2 separate regions of the Gossypium hirsutum genome follow, and region 1 is linked to region 2. A link is a contact called in public Hi-C data. All regions are on one chromosome and are shown on one strand. The core of a region is the stretch at or near the end of the contact, and the rest is flanking DNA. Distances in the headings are between cores, read along the strand shown. Region 1 overlaps LOC107953139 (ubiquitin C-terminal hydrolase 13). Region 2 holds the start of LOC107953140 (putative axial regulator YABBY 2).

Region 1 (3,895 bases), core at 818-3,317, 72 kb after region 2:
GCCTGGCGACACTACCATGTGACCTTATATTACATGGATACAGTTAGTTACACGGTCAGCGAACACGAGCATGTGAAGTAGCCACACGACCATGTCTTAAGCCACACGATTTGGGCTCTATCACACGGCCATGTGCCCCCTGTTTTGAAATTTTTCATATTTTCACTAAATCTTCTGATTTGTTTCTAATTGGTCCCTGATTATTTCTAAACTATTTTTAAGGCCTCGTAGACCTGATTTTAGGCCAATGAGTGTATGTTTCACTTTAAATTACATGACAATATAAATGATGACAATTAATTAGAAAACTTGATGCTATTTGATAATAGATGTTCTGCTTTGTATTGTAATACTCCGTAACCCTACTCCGACAACGAAGACAGGTTAGAGGTGTTACAAAGCATCTGTAAAGATTGTTTTGTTTTCCATATTGACTAAAGTTTATTTGACATAGCATGGTACGAAATCCTCCGACCAAGGAGCTTCACAATCACAATCTTGGACATTCGTTATGCAATAAAATCATGAACCCGTTCAGAAAACTTAATCGAAGGTATCCCATCAACCACTTCCTTCACAGCATTGCCTTCATTTAAGATGAAATCCTCATCCTTTTGCAACAAGCTAATATCGCCAAAGGTACCTAACAACCTGTCTTTCCATGACACAGTGGTTTTCTGACCTAAGCCAATTGACATCCCCGCTCCATCCACAATAGGATCATCAAGATCCAGAGGTTCATTCGACCTCTTCCAGATCTTCTTCATTGCTCGTCCTAAGGCTCCATCGACAGTCAACACCCCATCAACCATTTTTCCTTAAAACTTTTATTATTAATTTTACACTTTTTAATTTTAGAAATAAAATTAGTGGTTGCACTTTATTATAACCTCAATAGTTATTTACTTGTAATTCTTTTATATACCAAAATATAATAAGAAAAAAAAATAATATCTTCAATATAATATCTCAATTATCATGATAAAACTTTATTCTCTCAATTTTTTTTAATTTAATAATACTTTTCCTATTTTGTTCGAGTGTTGAGATTTACTAAACATTCCAGACGAACAATAATTGAGAAAAATTGGAACCAAAGTTCACCGACTTAATTAAATGACAATAACTCAATCCAATTATGTCACGTGACAATGTTTCAAATTGGACCGCTTCAATGTAGTTGATGTTAATAAAACATTGACATGTCATGATTAGGGCAAGCAACTATCTGAACCTATTGACATGAATCATGACTAATAAGTCAAAAACAACTTTATTTGTTTAAAGCTTCTAGATTTGAAGGGGAGAGAATGGTTGTGAGAATAAGAGTGAAGATGAGGCTTGAGATTTTGTGGTTCCACTTCTAGTGCTATAAAATATAATTCCCCAGTTTCAAGTTCACTGTTCAAATGCCATAAAATGTACTTTCCGAGCTTTGATACTTATCTCACTATTTTCAAGAAAAGATATATAGCTTATCGTATATTTTAAGAACACATATCTTGCGGCAACCGTAAATCTAGAAGAGCCTGGCCTTGATCTTAAAAAATAATAAATTGCAGTTTAAATCCTTATAAAATTATAAATTAATATAACGGTATAATTAAATTTTTACCCCAAAAATTTTATTTCAATTTTATTCCCTATAATGATTTTCTAACTTTGCTCTGTCTAGCGGATTTAAATTCAAACGCCAAATGTTGAAAAAACACCCATAAAAAAGATTGTACCATAAAAGTTCCAAATTCCTTTTTCTTTTTTTCTTTTTTTGCATGTTCGTTTAATTTTTGCCCATCTTCTCTTTAAACAAATGTTAATAGATATAAAAGACAACTGATAATAAGCAATCATTGATACAAAGTAAAGGTTGAAAGTTGAAACTGAATTTCTATGGGGGAGAAAAACCAATTTGGCTAAAGTGAATGAGAAATGGGAACCACATAGGAGGTGAGGTGAGGGAGAATTGGTCCTGCAGTTACCGAGCTCATGGTACCATGTTAATACAATTATGATTGAAGTCAAGTCACATCCTGCACAAAAAAGGAAAAGAGAGGAGATAAGGTCCACTATACTACTAAAACTCAGTAGGGAAAAAAGGTAATGTAACATCTCCACCTTATCCTATGTATATATCTAATCTTTTGTCATTTTCCTTAATTCTTTTTTTATTAATCGAGAATTTACTTAGATGACAGGCATCCACAAAGTGAATCTGAACTTAAGCATGCAGGTAGGCAAGGAGATATTGAAACAGTTTAGTCGTGAATTGGCTATCAATCAGTTTAATTCAGTGGTCAATCACCAGTTATACAATTACAGTAAAAGAATTAGAGTCCCTAATTAACAACCTTTGGAAACAAAATATGATAACATAAAAGCTAGTGGTTATAGGTATAAAACAGTTTTGTTAGTAAACAAGCTTTCTAATTCTACCACTAAAAAGTTCCACACACCACACCTTGAGTTTATAAAAGATTTAAAATTACAATTTATCATAAACTTTGAAAATAACATTATTAAAAAAAAAACAACCATGAACCCCATGACATGGACCATTAAAAAAATAATATCACCATGACAAGGCCTACAATAGGTAGGAGAAAAAAAAAGCAGTACCTAAATTGTATATCTTTATAACAAAATAGGTAATTGTTTCGACAGAGTGGAAAATATCTCTCAAGAGAAACAAGAAAATGGAAAATAAAATATATCCCATTATTATGAATAAATTTGATTTACTTTGGATTACTCCGAATCATAATACCAAACTCAGATTTGTATTCATATAAAAACAAGTTCACTATAAAAAGAAATCAGTAATGATTGAGATTGGCATTTCAGAGTTAAGCAAAAGTAGCGCAAATATGAAGAGAATCTTTAGATATAATAATAAGCCATAATAATAGGCTTGAAAAAGAATGGCAATCAACCATTACAAAGGGCAGCAGCTAATGCTAAATGCATCAGATGATCTACATGGACAAAATCAGGGCAACCAACCAAAGGGAATGGCAAAAATCACAACCTTCTCCCAACTATACTGTGTATACATAAATTCACTAATAATCAAAATCTTGTTTATGTACTGACAAATTACACAGGCAACTTGCCCCCATTTACGTTTTGATTGAAGATTGAACCAACCAACCAACCTCGATTTAAAGACGGAAAGTAGTAGCAAAAACCTCAGCGGATCGTAATTGTCATTTGCAGATGCACACTTTGATTACGTAAAAGGAAGTAGTCCTTTGAATCGACACTAGCGAAAGAATTACATTTATCCAACAAATCAACAAGCAAAGGTCACAGATGCCATTTCAGTGCTAACTTGTTGCCTCACATTGTCATTTGCTTTTAGTTCATGTAGAGTGCCACTCTTTTGTGCAATGTCACCAAAGGGAGGTAAAATCTAAAATAGTCCCTAATTGTATATTTTAACAGGCTTCTCAAAGGTGTGCCGGTTCTGCAAAGAAGCGTGATGTTATTAGAGTCTACTATTCCAGGCATCTCCAAAGGCCAGTCATTTTCATGGACTTGGAAAAAGCAGATATATTAATCGCAGTCTTAAAGAATATCTTTATCCTTAGGGTATGTTTGTTATCAACTGATTTCTGCTGAAACTTTGGGAATACTTTATGGTTATTACCTGATTAGCAGCATAAGCTCTTTTCGGAGCATTGTCAGAGTGCTCCAGCCCAAGATACTGCTCCCAAGCACCATAAACATCTCGTCTCTGAGTATATGTATAGTAAAACCAAAATTAGAGTAACATCCTAATGAAACTTGGAAAATTTTTCGAATATCTATAAGCAAAACAATGTGCACACCTGAAAACGACTAGATACAATATCAGAATCTTGAAGGTACTCTGGCCGGCCAAGTGAGAGGAATGCAA
Region 2 (4,205 bases), core at 897-3,396:
TGTCGATTGAGTCATATGTCACAAGATCAACTGAAGCACAAAATCGATGCTTAATAGACAAAACTTTCATTGGCGTCGTTCTGAAGATTTTGCGCCTAATTTTTTTACGAAGTTCTGTCAAATTTATGTTCTAGTTAAAAACCAGTCTCGCTGTGTTCCCCGATAAAAAAGCAACACCGTTCTCGGTGTTACGGACCTCACCATCATAGTAAATAACAGCACTAATACGTTCACTCATTTTCAATTTCTTTTCTTCTTAGCCTCTCTAATTTTTTTGTTGTAAGTTATGCAACCTGAGAATAAATTTTGGCTCATTTATAGCCTCATTTTTCTACGAACTACTGTAGCAAAATAGCGTCCACGTCGGAGCTTTTTCCAGAAATTTTGCTGACAGTGCATCCTGCTTGAAACTTCGGCACTATTTGTTCAGAAATGTCTACTCAGAATTATTTTTCTACGAACTACTGTAGCAAAAGAGCGTCCACGTGAGAGCTTTTTCCAGAAATTTTGCTGACAGTGCATCTTGCTTGAAGCATTTTCGGCGCTATTTGTTGAGAAACGTCTACTCAGAATTATTTTTCAACGAACTACTGTAGCAAAAGAGCATCCACGTGGGAGCTTTTTCTAGAAATTTTGCTGACAGTGCATCCTGCTTGAAGCGTTTTCGGCACTATTTGTTTAGAAACGTCTACTCAAAATTATTTTTCTAAGAACTACTGTAGCAAAAGAGCGTCCACGTAGGAGCTTTTTTCGAAAATTTTGCTGACAGTGCATCCTGCTTGAAGCGTTTTCTGACACTATTTTTCCAGAAATGTCTGCTTAGAATTATTCTTGCAAAAACCCTAAACCTTAAAACCTATGACAAAAAAATTTATATTGCTTATATGTTTTTTCTAATACCCTAAACACAAATTTATTTTAAAAAACTAAACCCTAATCCCTAATTTAATGAATTAACCCTAATACACTCTAATTTAGTATTTAGTATTTAAAGTTAATAGTTAATTTAATGAATTAATCTTTAAACCCTAAATCCTAATTCAATTATTTTTTTCTCAAAACCCTAAATTTAACATAGCGCAAGTATGTATATTTGCTGCAATCATATTATCTTTGAGAATTTTTTTCTTGTATGTATCAATTAACCCTAAATTTAATCAATTAACCCTAAACCCTAAATCAATCCATAATTTAATCAATTAACCCTAATACCCTAAACTCTATTTTAATATTTAGTATTTAAAATTAATAGTTAATTTATACCCCAATTCAATTAATTTTTTTTCCTAAAACCCTTAAACCTTAAAACTCAAAAAAACCTAAACCCTTACAAAACCCTAACCTTAAACTATAAAAACCCTAACCCTAAATCAATTAAATAATAAAACCCTAACCCTAAAAAAAGGCAAAACTCTTCCCTAGGGGAGCGCTTTGTCCACGTCAACAAAGCGCACCCTCAAGTACGCGCTTTTTGCTGATGTGGACAAAGCGCTTCCCCAGGGAAGCGTTTTGTTGACATGTACTCTGAAATCGCGCTTACGTGGACGCGTTTTCGTGGAAAACAGCCTAATCCGGTAAATAACGCAATAAACGGCCCATTTCCGTAATTATATTATTTAAAGGGCATTTTTGGGTAAAACACCCATTATTTTTAATATTAAATTTATTTAACATTTAAAAAGTATATACTACTTTTTATAAATAAAAATTAAGTATTACCTACTTTTGAAGACTATTTATCTTTACGATTATTTTGAGATTTTTTTTATATTATTCATATCTGTGTTTGGAATTTTTGTGATTACTCCTCTCAACAATGTTATTTTTAAAGTTCAAACGTAGATTCTCCCCTTACAAGTATAATTTATCTTATCATTGCACCTAACCATTTATTAATTATTTTCAAACTTTTTTTTATATATTTAATATATTCATTTTACAATTCATATTTAAGATTTATGCTTATCTCTCCCAACAATATCATCGCTAAAATTAGAAGCTATATCTTTTCTTTGAAAATACAAATTACCTAACAATTGCAATCATCCTCTTATTAATTATTTTCAAGTTTATTTTCGTACTTTGAATTAAAACTCGAAATTGAAGATAATACCCATTTTCTTGTATACTTCGGCTTAAAACATTCGGAAGCATTAATATATCCCCGCCCCCGCCCCCGCCCTCGCCAACCCCCCTTCGTCCGCTACTCAAAGCAGGACGATTTTCACCCACTCATTCCATCAATCATAACACCCCTTTCTCTCTCTCTCTCTTCCTTTCCTTTCTTTGCCGTTCTTTCCATTTCCTTCCCACCATATTTACTTCACTACTTTCTTCCTAATTTCTCTCTCCCGATTGGACTGGACTTGTCATATCATATTTTTTGTACACTTCTCAAATCCCTCTGTCTCCTATAATTGATTCATATAAAATACAAGCAATACCCAATAATTTTCTTGTTCTTTGTCGTCCTACCATCTTCCCTTTCTTGTTACTATTCTTCTCCTCTTCAACCTTGATCCATTTATGCTACTCTTTCTTTTTCTTTTCCTTCATTTGTTGTTGAGGAACATTATATAGTTAGGAGAAAAAAGGTATTGAGAAACCAAAAGAGAGGGGAAAAAATGTCAATGGGCTTGACATCTGAACGTGTTTGGTATGTTCACTGCAACTTCTGCAACACCATTTTAGCGGTACTGCACTGAATTCCATTACAATATATTTCTTTCTTTCTTCACCTCTCAACGTGTTTGTTATGTTCACTTTATTTATTTATTTTAAATGTCTTTCCTTTCTGTAAAAGTGAGTTGAATTTGCCATGACTGGCTTGTTTCTGTTTGTTGAAATAGTTTTCGTTATTTTCTCGAAGAACAAAGTGGGAGATTTTTCTTGATTTAACCTGGAAAATGCCCCAAAAAATCCACGTTACCTACATGATTCATGGTTGATGGATCGTGAGATTTTTCTTGATTTTAACTTGGAAAATGACTAAAAGCAACGATCTAGAATTCCCATCTAAAACAAGCACAAGTGTTGTATTCGGAGCGAAGTGAAAGCATTCTGGACGGCCCTTTCAAAGTTTGATCTCTCATGAGCAAGTAAATGAAAGCTTGGGCAAGTGAGTGATAAAACTTTCCCGAGATAGCTACAGGTAGGCTAGGCCTAGGGTTCTTCCAGGTCAATGTACAAGTCAAAAAATTGACGAGTTTCTTTCATTTTCTGCATTTCAACCTCATGGTTATGGTATTTCATGTCCGATTTACTAGAGTCATCTCTAAATGCAAGTTCATGTTTATGTTTTCTGGTCAAAGCTGGAAATTAAAATAATGGTTTTTCAAAGATCTTTTCCTCTTTAAGGCAGTGTTGCTTTTGTTTTCTAACCAAGCACTGGAACAACGCACTTTATTTATGATCGATATTCGATGATATCATCATCAACTTCTTTATTATATAATCGGTTGCATAGGTTGGGGTCGGTCTGACCTTTTAAGTACAAAAAGGGTTTTTTTCTTTCCTTACACAAAGAGGTTGTGGAGAGAGAGCTTGGCCAAGAGAGAAATCATGGGGTACCCCTAAACTATTTTTTTCTTCATTCATATATAAACATGCCTCTGTTAAGCAAAACCCTTTTGAAAACCAACAAAAAATACATTTAAAATACAATCTAGTCACGTTCTTTTCATCTTTCTCTTTCTCTCACGTCAATCAGGGCTTGTACATATGCGCGTGTGTGTGTTTTTCCTATCTTTTATAATCTTGGTTGCGGTGTCAGGCGCACCGAAAGGAAAGCAGATATTGGAAGAAGTCCTTTAAAGTTAATAGTTATAATTATTTGCCCATGTAATTTGGCATCTGATATAAAAGAGACCCACATTAAAATTTGAAAGGATTAGTTCATGAATGCTTTCGCTTCTGTTTCTCCTTGCGTCAAACTGATTTGGCAGGGCTTGGGATGTTCCAAGTTTCTATATTATGAAACTTCAGTGTTTTGGGGGTATTCTGGGTCTGTATATGGCAGATCTGAAGACTGTATGTGGGAATTTTGGAATCTAAATAGATATGAGGCTTGGATTTCTTGCTTAGGGTTTGGAATTGTTTTAAACAGCTTTGAATGACCAAAAGAGAAAGATAGGGTTGATGGCATGCTGTGCTGACAAAGCTTAAAAGTTTCAGACATGGTTGCATTTTGAGCAGGTGTCACGACA

What was found. Hi-C and Micro-C count contacts between places; a contact is called where the count stands out from the background.
Region 1: a Hi-C map of petal shows a contact between it and region 2, with 2.6 times the contacts expected there. The contact joins the enhancer-like site here to the promoter of LOC107953140 in region 2. A contact is called at or near these places in 10 of 34 Hi-C or Micro-C datasets (callus, hypocotyl, leaf and 2 more).

What each region holds. Positions count from the first base shown.
Region 1 is chrA07:21,986,779-21,990,673 of Gossypium_hirsutum_v2.1, forward strand. It overlaps LOC107953139 (ubiquitin C-terminal hydrolase 13), which reads right to left. Exons shown (of 32, transcript XM_041117764.1): 30 at 3,828-3,895; 31 at 3,647-3,733; 32 at 1,728-2,030. The coding sequence ends at 2,019. Among protein-coding and RNA genes, the nearest start is that of LOC107953139, 15 kb to the right of the region's middle. Within about 2 kb of position 2,068, at least 2 of the 9 cell types and tissues checked have an H3K27ac peak or open chromatin away from gene starts, as enhancers often do. A contact at or near this core is called in leaf, where this site is marked.
Region 2 is chrA07:21,914,912-21,919,116 of Gossypium_hirsutum_v2.1, forward strand. It overlaps LOC107953140 (putative axial regulator YABBY 2), which reads left to right and starts at 2,147. Exons shown (of 6, transcript XM_016888374.2): 1 at 2,147-2,693. The coding sequence starts at 2,625.